Regions from separate parts of the Macaca mulatta genome. Here region 2 is linked to region 1. The links are chromatin contacts, called in public Hi-C maps. All regions are on one chromosome and are shown on one strand. Each heading gives the region's core, a stretch centred on a gene start, on an enhancer-like site or on the middle of the called end of the contact. The rest is flanking DNA. Distances are from core to core; before and after follow the strand shown. Region 1 holds the start of NECTIN2 (nectin cell adhesion molecule 2). Region 2 holds the start of TOMM40 (translocase of outer mitochondrial membrane 40).

Region 1 (6,553 bases), core at 1,047-3,546:
TTGAGACCAGCCTGACCAACATGGTGAAACCCTGTCTCTACTAAAAATACAAAAATTAGCCGGGCGTGGTGGCGCGCGCCTGTAATCTCAGCTGCTCAGGAGGAGGCTGAGGTGGGAGAATCGCTTGAACCCAGGAGGCGAAGGTTGCAGTGAGCCGAGATCGCACCACTGCCCTCCAGCCTGGGCGACAAAGCGAGACTCCGTCTCAAATAAATAAATAAATAAATAAATAAATAAATAAATAGTATCATAACTAAGACTTGAACGCGGAGAGATAACAGCCTCTGATACTTGAAACCTAGTCCTTCTGGGTAGGAAAGCCCAGGTGTGGCAGGTAGAAGGGAGGGCGAGCCCAGGTGGTCCTCTTGCTAGGGCAAGAAGCCCCGAAGCACCTGCCTCCAGCTGAGCAGCTCGGCGCCTACTGGCCTGGAAGGAACTTGGGCCCAGGCTGGAGCTCAGTGGCACCCCCTCCCCCAGGCCTCCCGCTTCCCGCCCTCACCCCGCCCCGCGGCGCGGCCTCAGCAGCTCCCCCTGGGCAGCCCAAAGAATGCGAAGAGGTAGGTGGGGGCAGGGAGGAGGGCGAGCCGCCGGGGAGAGACAAAGGGCCCGAGTCTGAGCGAGAGACACAAAGACGCGAGGAGGCTGGGGAGATAGGGGAAGTGGGACAAGGACGCGGGGAGGGACCAGGTCCGAAGGCCTGACTGGAGCCCAGCCCCACCCAGCTCGGCCGGGCCACCGCAGCGCGGGGGCCGGTCTCTGCTGCCCCCTGGCGGGTGGCTGCGGTGAGAAGGCGGTACGGAGCAGGTGTGGGAGGGGAGGACCAGGGCGCGCAGGGAGGTAAGGAGGGAAGGACGCAGAGAACAGAGCAGGGACGGAGAGATAGCGAGAGAGACTCGCACGCAGAGATAAGAGACGCCGAGAGGGAGACACAGAGACAGAAACAGGGACAGAGAGACACAGATAGAGACAGAGAGAGACACACAGACAGAGACAGAGAAGCACAGAGATAGAGAGGCGCAGAGATAGAGACGGAGAGAGAAACACAAGAGACAGAGAGGCACAGAGACAGTCAAAGGACGGAAAGAGACATAGGGACCAAGTGACCCAGAAACAATGACAGACAGGCCGGTGCGGTGGCTCATGCCTGTAATCCCAGCATCTTGGGAGACCGAGACGGGAGGATCGCTTGAGGCCAGCCTCAGCAACACAGTGAGACCCACCCGCTGTCCCCCGCCCCGTCTCTTTTATTTAAAAAAAGGAAGAGAAAGAAAGAAAGAAGGAAGGAAAGAAAAGAAAGAAAGAGTGACCGATAAAGGAAGACCAGAAAGAGAGCGATACCGAAGCATGAGGACCGAAAGACCCAGAGAGGCAAAAATAAGGGGACAGAGAGGAAGACCCAAAGAGAGGGAGAGACACAAAGACACCTAAGAGAGACAGAGAAATCCAGAAAGAAACGAGTGCAGCGACACCTAGAGTCCAGGGCAAAGATTAGAAACGCACGAGGGTACGGGAGACAGGCTCAGAGCGATGGGCGCGACCTGCGGGGAGGTCGCACAACCAGGACGTGGTGGGGTCAGGACCGTAAGGCCCCACGTGCGTCAGGCAACTGTGGTGAGAGGACCCGGGCAGGCAAGAAAGGGCAAGATTCGAACTGTGGGCAGAACTGAGGCCAGGACGGACTGAGCTAAGAGACCGGGCGAACTAAGGCTAGGGCGAGGGGCGGGGCTGGTGGGGGCGGGGCTTCGCGGGGGCGGAGTCGGCTGGAAGGTCCTAAGGGGGCGTGGCAAGACCTTGGTGAGGCGGCCTGCAGGCTGGGGGCAGGGGGCGGGGCGCGGGACCTACTCCGGAGCAGAGGGGGCGTGGCTAGACCTTAGGGGGCGTGGCTTATCGCTGGGAGCAGACAGAGACAGAATTCTGTGGCAGGGGCGACCTTAGAATCCTGGGGAGGAGCGAGAATGGAATCCCGTGGAGGAACAGGCGTGGAATCCAGGGGGCGGGTCAGAACGCCAGGAGGGGGCGGGGCCGGAGCCGGGGTCGACTCGGCTCGGGGGAGCAGCGGGTAGATCCTGTGACGTCAGCGGGTTCGAACCGCCGGAGCTGAGCGAGGGGCCGGGGGTGCCGAGCCGGGCGGGAGAGCTGGGCCGGGAGAGCAGAACAGGGAGGCTAGAGCGCGGCGGGAACCGGCCCGGAGCCGGAGCCGGAGCCCCACAGGCACCTACTCGCCCGCCCAGCCTATCGGCCCCCACAGAGTGGCCCGCGGGCCTCCGCCCGGGCCCAGTCCCCTCCCGGGCCCTCCATGGCCCGGGCCGTTGCCCTCCTGCCGTCGAGATCGCCGCCGACGCCGCTGCTGTGGCCGCTGCTGCTGCTGCTGCTCCGGAAAACCGGTGAGACGAGCGGACGGCCCCCTGCCCCCGCGCGGACCCCCTCCTCCCTTACCTTCCGAATTGGGGAAGCCGAGCACCTTCCCCGCCCACCCCCGGCTCCCCGAGCCCCCTCTCCCGTGTCCCCTTCCTGGCTGGCCCCCCCGACTCCGACCCCCTACATGTCCGATTCTCTCGAGGAGACTCTGACCCCTCCTCTCTGCATCTCTCTCACCACCACCCCCATCCTTCTTAATCCAACTGCCCATCCTACGCCGGCTTGTCTGTCCCCCTCCCCCTTTCTCGGATTCCCGCGCCGAAAGAGTTAAATCCGAGGAAGGCCTGGCGCCCCCTCCCCACCCCGCGCCGAGCAGTTCACCCCGGATCTGGGTCTCTATCTCCTCTACCCGTCTCAGGAATGTGGGGAATGTTCCCCCCACCTCCCGCAGTAGGGTCTGGAGGAAGAGGCGAGACCACCCCCTCCCCCATTTTTCCTTCTTCTCGGCTTGGGCGTCTGAGGCCCGGAGAGAACTGAGGACAAGGGGACCTGATTCGGGTCCCTTGGAGGGCGAAGGATAAGAGTTCTAGCGACTTAGTGGGAAGGGCCTGAGCTCGGAGCTCCAACCCCAAACCTCAGGGAGTTGGGGGCTCTGACTCCGTGGACTCCAGAAAAATCAGGGGCCAGGGGCTCCGTCTTCTGGGTCCCTGGTAGAATGGAGGCTAGGCGCTACGTCTAACTGGGATATAGGTAAAACTGGGGGCGAGAGAGGATCAAACTTGTAGATTCTGGATTTAATTGTGGGCAGGGGGCTTCGTTTTCTGGGTTCCCGGCAGAACTGGGGGGACAGGAGACTCGATATCGTGAGCTTCAGACTTAATTGTGGGCAGAGGAACGTCTTCTGAGATCCAAATAGAAGTGCGAGCTGCGGTTCCCGTCTCTTGGGCTCCAGATATGATCAAGGGTCGAAGGCTCTGTCTTGAGGCTGGAGTCTCAGTCGCCTGAGTCCCGGATAGAACGGGAGGCCCCGAGTCCCAGAGGCTGCGAGCCCCCTCCCTTTCCCTGTGAATGGTCGGGGGCGACGGAGACGTCGCCGGGGAAGTTTTCCTGGTTTCACTCTCGCCGAGCCAGGGAGGGGCGGGGCGGGCGCTCCTGGCTCCGTGTTCCGGACTCCCGGTTTCGGGACCTTATTTATCTTCTGGTGGCGCCTTTGTCCTCAGAGCCGTAGCAGGAGGTGGACGAGTGGAGCCGCCGCCCTTATTCCCCCCCCGCCCCCCCCCCCCGTCCCTCCCACTGGGATGCCTTGGACCCCCTGGCGTCCTTCCATCCACCCCATTAGGGGAGGAGAGCGGCCCCCCTGGGGAGGGAGGGGCTGGGAGGGAACCCTTGAAAGAGGCACTGGCCCCGCCCCTTGCAGGTGACCCGGCTGTGTATTCCCAGCGACAAACTCTGGGATGCTAGACTTTCCCGAGGGTTTGCGCAGAAAAGAGCTCAGGGGGGGCCGGGCGCGGTGGCTCAAGCCTGTAATCCCAGCACTTTGGGAGGCCGAGACGGGCGGATCACGAGGTCAGGAGATCGAAACCATCCTGGCTAACACGGTGAAACCCCGTCTCTATTAAGAAATACAAAAAACTAGCCGGGCGAGGTGGCGGGCGCCTGTAGTCCCAGCTACTCGGGAGGCTGAGGCAGGAGAATGGTGTGAACCCGGGAGGCGGAGCTTGCAGTGAGCTGAGATCCGGCCACTGCACTCCAGCCTGGGCGACAGAGCGAGACTCCGTCTCAAAAAAAAAAAAAAAAAAAAAAAGAGCTCAGGGGGATCTTGGGGGAACCCCGGCCACCTCTCTGGCCTCATTTGCCCCAGGATGGCTCTCACTGGCCTCCCAGCTTTGACCTAGAGCTGGGGACTCCCCGTCAATCCCTTGCCTCTCCCTTCAGGCAGAAATAGAGAGGTAAGATCAGAACTGGCACCTCTGGGTGAATTCTCCGAACCCACCAGACCCTGAACCTACTGTTGGCTTGGTGCATGATCTCACGGAAGGCTCCAGCTTGCCCTGGGAGACAGGTCCTGTTTCTGTTTCCATCTTACAGATGAGGAAACAGGCTCAGCAAAGGCAAGCTGGCTTCTCAAGGTCTCACAGCAGGTCCCGGGGAAGCCGGGCTCCGGTTCTTCAGAGCCCCTCACTGGGTGGGCTCCAGGAAGTGCCTCTGAGTTTCCATTTCCTCCCTGGTAAAAAAAACTGAGATAACAATCCGTTCCCTGCGGACCATCCGGAAGGCTCCAAGGCCCCACTGATTCCCTGTGAAAGCTCTTAGCACCTGGGGAAGGAGCTATCGACCCTTTTCCTGACCACCCCCCCCATCCTTCGCCTCTGTGGTCTGCTGGCTGGCTGACTGGCACGTGCTCACTCCAAATCTCTCTCTCCCCTCCTCCTCGCTGTTTTCCTTATTCCCTCACTTTCTTTCCCCCTCTTCATCTCTCTTCGTTTCTCACCCTCTCTTTCTCCATCCCTCTCCAAGCTCTTTCTCTCTTCCCCTCCATCTCTCTCTCTCCTCTCCATCCTTCTCTGTATACCTCTCTAGCTGCACTGCCTTCACTGCTTGGCCTCCTCAAGGAATGTGGGTGCACCACCTGGGCCCCCAGCTGGGCCGTCTCCCCTCCCCCAGCTTCCTTCCCTGCCCATCCATGTGTCCATGTCCGCCAGGCAGCCCCATGTAGTGGAGGGGGAGGGGAGCAGAGGGACAGCAGCCTGGCTGTCTCCTCTCATTAGGGAAGGGGGACTGGGCAGAGAAGTGGGGGGGTGGGTATATAGAGAGGCTGGAGCTACAAGGATGGTGACAGAGGCCAGTAGAGGGAAGCGGTCAGACACAGATTTAGGAATGGGGTCAGAGACACATCTAGGAATGGAACCGGAGGATGGAGGGGAGGTGAAATACCATCACAGGATGAGGCGGAAAGACACTGGAATGGGACTGGGACAGAGGAGGGTGGGGGAAGGGAGATAGACATAGATACCAGATGAAGGCAGGGACAACAAAAGGAAAGGGGTTTGGTGACAGGCAGGGAGCCCCAAAGACTCCAGCTGTGGAAGAGCAGAGGTGCCGTGACCCAGGGAGGTCAGTGTACAGGGGGCCTCAAGGCCAGCGATATGTGGGGGCCACAGGGAGTGATGAACACAGGAGGGACAGGGAGCTGGGGACAAGGAGCTGGGCACATGGGCCAGCTCCCCCGCCCCTGCCTGGGATGCTGTTACATTTTTAATGTCCCAGCAATGCTGACAAATGGAGCAGGAAGGGGAGGAGAAGTGGGGGCCCAGCGAGATGGGCCAGGCTGTGAGAAGGTGTGGGGAGACAGGGCACTGGAGACCCCGGAGGCAGGGAGACCCCACGGTCAGAGACAGAAACAGACACTCTTAGAGACGTAGACCAGAAGTCTTGGGAGAGGAGAGCCCCAGGAATCAAGGCAGAGAGCCAGGTTCCAGAGATAGGGAGACCCAGACAGAGAAAGAGACCAGAAATGTCAGACATACAGAGGAAAGAGGAAGAGAGTCACTAAGGGGGACGGGGTATCTTCTTGGGCTAATGAAAATGTTCTATAATTGCTCGAGTGTTGGATGGCCAACTCTGAATATACAAAAGCCACTGAACTGTACACTTTAAATGGGTAGATTGTATAGTATGGGAATAATGTCTTAATAAAGCCATTACAAAGAGACAGAGAATATGAGAGGCACAGAACGGAGACCAGAGACTCTGGGAGACACGGATAAGAGTGACAGAGGCCAGGCACAGTGGCTCATACCAGTAATTCCAGCACTTTGGGAGGCTGACACAGGAGAATCCCTGAACCGAGTTCAAGGCTGCAGTGAGCCCTGATTGCACTACTGCATTCCAGCCTGGGCCACAGAGCAAGATGCTGTCTCAAAAGAGAAAACAGTAACAGAGATCCCAAGAGAGACCCTGGGAATTCGAGACACAGAGGGACAGGGACCCTAAGAACTAGACACAGAGAGAGAGAGAAGAGACCCTGGAAGACACAGATAAGAGACGCTAAGAGACAGCAGGGAGACCATTAAAAGACTTTCAAGGGCCGGGCGCGGTGGCTCAAGCCTGTAATCCCAGCACTTTGGGAGGCCGACACGGGCGGATCACGAGTTCAGGAGATCGAGACCATCCTGGCTAACACGGTGAAACCCCG
Region 2 (6,553 bases), core at 1,222-3,721, 45 kb after region 1:
TTGCCAAGGATCTAGTGCCCCCTGACCTCTGGCCAGGCCACTGTCAGTTAACACACGTGCATCCCATTTGTGATTTCTACCTTGGTGGCTCCACTATGACCCTTAATCCATGAGCCCAGAGAAACTCACCATGATAATGGAATCCTGGCAACCTTATCTCATGAGGCAGGAGGTGGGGAAGGTGCTTCTGCACAACCTCTGATCCCAAGGACTCCTCTCCCAGACTGTGACCTTAGATCATACCTCTCACCCCCCACCAATGCCTCGACTCCCCCCAAATCACAAAGAAGACCCTAGACCTATAATTTGTCTTCAGGTAGTAAATTCCCAATAGGTCTGCTGGAGTGGGCACTGAGGGCTCCCTGCTGCTCAGACCTGAGCCCTCCAGGCAGCAGGGTCCCACTTACCCCCTCCCCACCCTGTTCCCCAAAGATGGGAGAGAGGGGATTCCCCAGCCCAACGCAGAGTTTTCCCAGCACCCTCCTGTAAGCAGAAGTCTCAGGGTCCAGACCCTTCCCTGAGCCCCCATCCCCACCCCAATTCCTACCTACCAAGCAAGCAGCCCAGCCTAGGACCAGACAGGGTGAGCCTCATACAGACTGTGCCTTGACGCCCCCAGCCTTGGGAGAAGAATTTACTGTTAACCTGGAAGACTACTGAATCATTTTACCCTTGCCCAGTGAAATAGGACCTAAACGTCTCCCTTCAGGGGAAAGTGGGTCACCTGGATTGGGGGTAGCGATTGATACTGTTTTGTAAACTACATTTCCTACAAAATATGAATTTATACTTTGACCAGAACTTGCGTTTTCTGTGGGATGTGAAAGGGATGGGGTGAGACATGAAGGGGAATGAAGGAGGCTAAGAGCTTGAGATAATCAGTGAACTAGGCGTTAAGAGAGTTAAAGACAAAAAGTGACCAAAGATACAAAATAAGAATTGAGAGAGTAATGAGCAAAAACCTATCAATCAAAAAATGTTGAGTAATGGAATGGGGAGGGGTCCAGGGCATGCTGTTTACTGAATATGAATAATTGCAACAGCAGTATGATGAATGGAACAAAGATAAAAAACAGCAATTGGCCAGGTGCAGTGGCTTATGCCTGTAATTCCACACTTTGGGAGACTGAGGCGGGAAGATCGATTGAGTCCAGGAGTTAAGAGACCAGTCTGGGAAACACAGTGAGACCCCGCCTCTACAAAAGTTAGCTGGGCGTGATGGCACGCACCTGTGGTCTCAGCTACTCTGGAGGCTGAGGTGGGAGGATCGACTGAGGCCAGAAGTTCAAGGCTGCAGTGAGCTATGATGGCGCCACTGCACTCCAGCCTGGGCGACGGAGTCCAACCCTGTGTCTAAAAAAATAAAAATTAAAAAAGCAGTATCGAAACTATGAGAGGCTCAAGTTTAAAGGATAAATGGCAAGCAAAAATAGATCAAAGGCAAAATCATGAATAACGTTGTAATAGGAGCCCAAGGCATGACGGGTAATAAACCTGAATGAAGGAGCCAGAGGCAGAGTGATGAATAATGAAAAAATAGGGACGGGGGCAAGGGAGGTAAAGGACAGGACTTAATGGATCCAAAACATGATGGCTAATTAGAGAAGGGCCGGAAGAACGACGAAAGTGAGCAAGCTGCTGGAACTAAAAGTAGTCCGGGCAATGAAGCTCAAATGAATGGGGCAGAGGCACGATGGGTAATGGGAGAGGAATGAATGGGCCAAAGATAGAAGCCGCAGTGACGCGAGGAACAAGAGGCATGATGGGTAACGAAAGGGGTGGGTCTAAGAGGTGATGAGGGCATTGTGGGTAACGAGGAGCAGCGCAGGGTTCTCAGAACAGATTACAATTCTCCCGAGGCACTCTGGGAAGGGCCAGCACTTCCGGTTTTGGGTCAGCTACTCCGGACCAGAGGTGGGGTGCGTGCCCCGCTGCCGCGGTGCCTGGTGGGACGCGAGGCCTGACCTTGCTGCCTAGCCGCCTCTGCCGCGCAACTCACCTTTACCTGTCCTTCGACCCTGGAACGTTAGCCAATGAGAGTACCAAGCTGATACGCCACCAAGGTCGGCCCCCGTACACATTGGAGCCAATCAAAATGCTGCAAGGGTCAAAGCAGCCCAATTATCACAGCAACTTCGCCGCGGGGCGGAATCAAAAGAGGGCCTCCTCCAGGTGATAGGCGGGGCGATGCCTCAGCGGGCGTGGCAAAATGCGCAGCACACACCAATGGCGGGCTAGCACCGGAACCCGCGGCGACGCGAGCCAATAGGCGTAAGCGCGGCGAGCCAATGAGAAGGGCGGGAGGTGCGCCGTGACATGCCTGCGAGTGAGAACCAATACAAAAGGACAGTTAGGAAAAGTGGGCGGGACTTTATTCACAAGTCCAATGGGAAGACCGAGTCTTGACGCTGGTGGGCGGGCCTCAGGGCACACTAAACCAATGGGCTAGGCGGGGCGGGGAGACGGTGGTGGCGGCGGCGGCAGCGGGTTCGGTTGCGCGTGGCGCACGGGGTGGGAGCGGAGCCCAGGCCGGGAGCAGGCGCCGCCGCCAGTGAGAACCGGGGCCCGGAGTCGGGTGGGGATTTGCTGGGGCTGAGTCTCGGGCGCACGGGCCCTGACCTCCGCCCTCTGACCTCTCCCTTCGCAGGCGACCATGGGGAATGTGTTGGCCGCCAGCTCGCCGCCCGCAGGGCCGCCACCGCCGCCTGCGCCGGCCCTCGTGGGGCTGCCGCCACCTCCGCCCTCGCCGCCGGGCTTCACGCTGCCACCGCTGGGAGGCGGCCTGGGCGCCGGCACCAGTACGAGTCGAGGTTCGGAACGGACCCCCGGGGCTGCAACCGCCAGCGCCGCAGGGGCCGCCGAGGATGGGGCCTGCGGCTGCCTGCCCAACCCGGGCACATTCGAGGAGTGCCACCGGAAGTGCAAGGGTGAGGGGCGACGGGCCCCCTCGGGGCTGCGATGGCCCGGATCTCGGGGGAAAGGGGAGGACACTGGGGACTTTGGGATTTGGCGCGCACCATTGGAATTATTCAACAGCACTAGGAGGTGACGTTGGGATCGAATGGTGGAACGTTGGACTTGGGGCTTAGAATGATGGAATCAAATGGTGGAAACGGGGTGGAATGTCATAGCAGTAGAGAAAAGCCTTAGGGACCTCAGGAGCCCCGGGATCAGCCAAGCCAGACTTCTCTTGTTATCGGGAACGCAACTGAGGCCCAAGGTCACGGTGTCAGCAAGGTTCCGTGGGGGTGGAACCCAAAGCCTCCGGATCCCAGCCTGGAGCAATCAGAGTAGTAATAGTGGTACAGGTTTATGAAGTTCTGTTTTGGTGTTCACTATATGTTAACTCATTAGATCCTTGGGCCAATTCTGTATGGTGAGGGTCCCATCTTAGAGATGATGAGTTTGACCTAAAGTTGCTCAGCTTGGTGGCAGTGAGATTTGAGCAGGCAAAGGCCCTGGCCCTGTCTAACTAGGCTGCACTGCCTCTTTACAGGTGGAAGCCTTTGTGAGATGTTCTGCTATGGGTCTCTGGAGAGAGCTGGGGACAGCAGGGAAGGAAGAGATGAGAGTTGGTATGGGGTTGGGGTGGAGTGTGACAGCGTTTCTCTTCTCCAGAGCTGTTTCCCATTCAGATGGAGGGTGTCAAGCTCACAGTCAACAAAGGGTTGAGTAACCATTTCCAGGTGAGCCTTCCTGGTGTCCTTACCCACCAGAGATCGTCCCCACCATCCCCCTCCCTGCATCCGCACACTCGCCCCCTTACTCCTCCCTCAAGAACTGGGCTGCCTGATACTTGAAAAGACTCGGAGATACAGTGCCAGACTACTCAGTTTGGGGACCTAGAATCCAGAGGTACTGTCTCCCATAGCAGCTAGGCTGGAGTCAAGGAACAGGTATGTGGGCCTGTTGGCAGCACCTCCTTTCTCTGAGTCTCTTAGTCAGGCTGTGCCTCCCAGTCTTCATCCCCTGCCCAGCCCAGAGACCTTCTCGTTGCCCTCTTCATTGGGCAAGCCCATCTGTCCAGCATCCTCACAGCCCTCGCTCTCCTCCCAGGTGAACCACACAGTAGCCCTCAGCACAATCGGGGAGTCCAACTACCACTTCGGGGTCACGTATGTGGGGACAAAGCAGCTGAGTCCCACAGAGGTGAGCTTCCTTTCTCATCCATTCTTTGTATCTTTCGAATAACAAATTTGTGGCCAAATGCCAAGCTAAGACTGGCATCATCAGGAAAAGGTCACAGCTGCCGAGAGCTTGGAGATGGGGACTGCATCTCTCCGAGATGTAGTGGAACACGAGTAATTCCTTCATCCAGCAAACATCCGCCGAACCCCTGCTCTCTGCCTGCCTGGCTCCACGCTGAGCAATGCTGGGGGTGTGACCACAGCCTCTCTCTTGCTAGACAGCGATGACCCAGGGTGGAAAGAGCTGAGCTGTAGATCATGCAGAACTTTGAATGCCAAACTAGGCTTTGGACTTTCTCTAGGGGCTTGTGAAGAGTCATGGCATGGTTTGGTCAAGGGAAAGACGTGGTCCACAGGTTCCCGCTGTAGAAATCTTTCTTTAGAAGCATTTCTGGGGCAGCCGTGTAGGGGCTAGTTATTAGGAAGGCCAAAACTGGAGGCCTGGACAGGGTGTGGGGGACTGAATGAGGTCTCTGCTTCTATCGTTTCCCTTCAGTAAATGAGTTTATTCTGCAAACCTTCATTGCACAACATATTCTGTGCCCAGCCCTGTGTTGGCACACATGACTGAAAGCCATGGGACTCACCAGTGGGGCAGAAGACAGACCTGTTCCCAGAGAGTAACAAGCCAGGATGGGCAGGGCTGACATGGGGGAACCCAAAGGTAGGGGAGCCTAACTCAACCTAGGTGGTCAGAGAGGACTTCATGGAGGAGGGGACCCCCATCTGAGGCTTTCTGACCCCAGGCTTCTCACCCTGGCCCACCTCACCTGCTTCCACAGTGTGCAACCTCTGACCCCTGCCCTTCTCTCTGCCTCACAGGCGTTCCCTGTACTGGTGGGTGACATGGACAACAGCGGCAGCCTCAACGCTCAGGTCATTCACCAGCTGGGCCCCGGCCTCAGATCCAAGATGGCCATCCAGGTGAGTGGGGCACGGAGGCTGCTGCTCCCCTCGGCCACCATGAGCAAGGAGCAGCCCTCACACCCCCTCCTCCCCACAGACCCAGCAGTCGAAGTTTGTGAACTGGCAGGTGGACGGGGAGTATCGGGGCTCTGACTTCACAGCAGCCGTCACCCTGGGGAACCCAGACGTCCTCGTGGGTTCAGGTAAGAGGCGGAGGGCTTGGAGAGTGGTCACAAAACTGCAGTTCTGGCTTTCGCAGCAAATCCACCCTTTCTGTGAACCTCCTTTTCTGCCATTGGAGAAGTGGTTGAGCAGGAGTGATTTTGAAACATCAGGCAATATACTGTAGTGGGTGAGACAGTTCAGAGCCAGCGCAGTCTTTTTTTTTTTTTTTTTGAGATGGAGTCTTGCTTTGTCACCCAGGTTGGATTGCAGTGGCACGATCTTGGCTCACTGCAACCTCTATCTCCTGGGTTCATGCAATTCTCCTGCCTCAGCCTCCCGAGTAGCTAGGATTACAGGCATGTGCCACCACGCCTAGCTAATTTTTATATTTTTAGTAGAGACAGGATTTCACCATATTGGTCAGGCTGGTCTTGAACTCCTGACCTCAAGTCAGGATCCACCCACCTCAGCCTCCCAAAGTGCTGGGATTACAGGCGTGAGCCACCACACCCGGCCAGTCAGCGTAGTCTTAACTGAGATTTTCTTGTTAAAAAAATTTTTGGCCAGGCACGGTGGCTCAAGCCTGTAATCCCAGCACTTTGGGAGGCCGAGACGGGCGGATCACGAGGTCAGGAGATCAAGACCATCCTGGCTAACACGGTGAAACCCCGTCTCTACTAAAAATACAAAAAACTAGCCAGGCGAGGTGGCGGGTGCCTGTAGTCCCAGCTACTCGGGAGGCTGAGGCAGGAGAATGGCGTAAACCCAGGAGGCAGAGCTTGCAGTGAGCTGAGATTCGGCCACTGCACTCCAGCCTGGGTGACAGAGCAAGACTCTGTCTCAAAAAAAAAAAAAAAAATTTTAAGATGGAGTCTTGATGTATTGGCCAGGCTGGTCTTGGAACTCCTGGCTTCAAGCAGTCCTCCCACCTTGACCTCCCAAAGTGCTGGGATTGCAGGTGTGAGCCACCTCGCCTGGCCAGGGAAAGAGCTTTTCAGCCTGCAGCAAGTGCAGTCAGGACTCGTGAAAGGAACCTCAAGGAGGATGGTCACCTGATTCCATAAGGCTTTACAGCTCCTTGGCCTTCGCTCTGAGTGAGTCTGAGGCTTTCGGAAACCAAGGCATAGCTTCTCACAGGACCCTGAAGCTGGCGTAGAGAGCAGACTCCAAAGGGTACCACTGGGAGGGAGTGGACAGGGAGGGAGGTTGGATTCTGGATGTTGTTTGAAGGCAGAGCTGCCAGGATTTGCTGAGAGACTGGATGGAGGCGATGACTCCATAGTTTTTGGCTGGAA

What was found. A called contact is a pair of places that touch in the nucleus more often than the background predicts.
Region 2: a contact with region 1 is called in a Hi-C map of liver, with 2.2 times the contacts expected there. The contact joins the promoter of TOMM40 here to the promoter of NECTIN2 in region 1. A contact is called at or near these places in 3 of 14 Hi-C or Micro-C datasets (blood, cortical neurons and liver).

The regions. Positions count from the first base shown.
Region 1 is chr19:57,350,059-57,356,611 of T2T-MMU8v2.0, forward strand. It overlaps NECTIN2 (nectin cell adhesion molecule 2), which reads left to right and starts at 2,297. Exons shown (of 6, transcript NM_001043593.1): 1 at 2,297-2,384. The coding sequence starts at 2,297. It overlaps LOC144337180 (a long non-coding RNA gene), which reads right to left. Exons shown (of 4, transcript XR_013409913.1): 4 at 5,623-6,435.
Region 2 is chr19:57,394,874-57,401,426 of T2T-MMU8v2.0, forward strand. TOMM40 (translocase of outer mitochondrial membrane 40) reads left to right here and starts at 2,472. Exons shown (of 10, transcript NM_001260795.1): 1 at 2,472-2,551; 2 at 2,648-2,927; 3 at 3,619-3,686; 4 at 4,057-4,149; 5 at 5,010-5,111; 6 at 5,191-5,296. The coding sequence starts at 2,654. LOC144337181 (a long non-coding RNA gene) reads right to left here and starts at 1,945. Exons shown (of 3, transcript XR_013409914.1): 1 at 1,848-1,945; 2 at 1,230-1,353. It also overlaps a transcript of NECTIN2 not described here.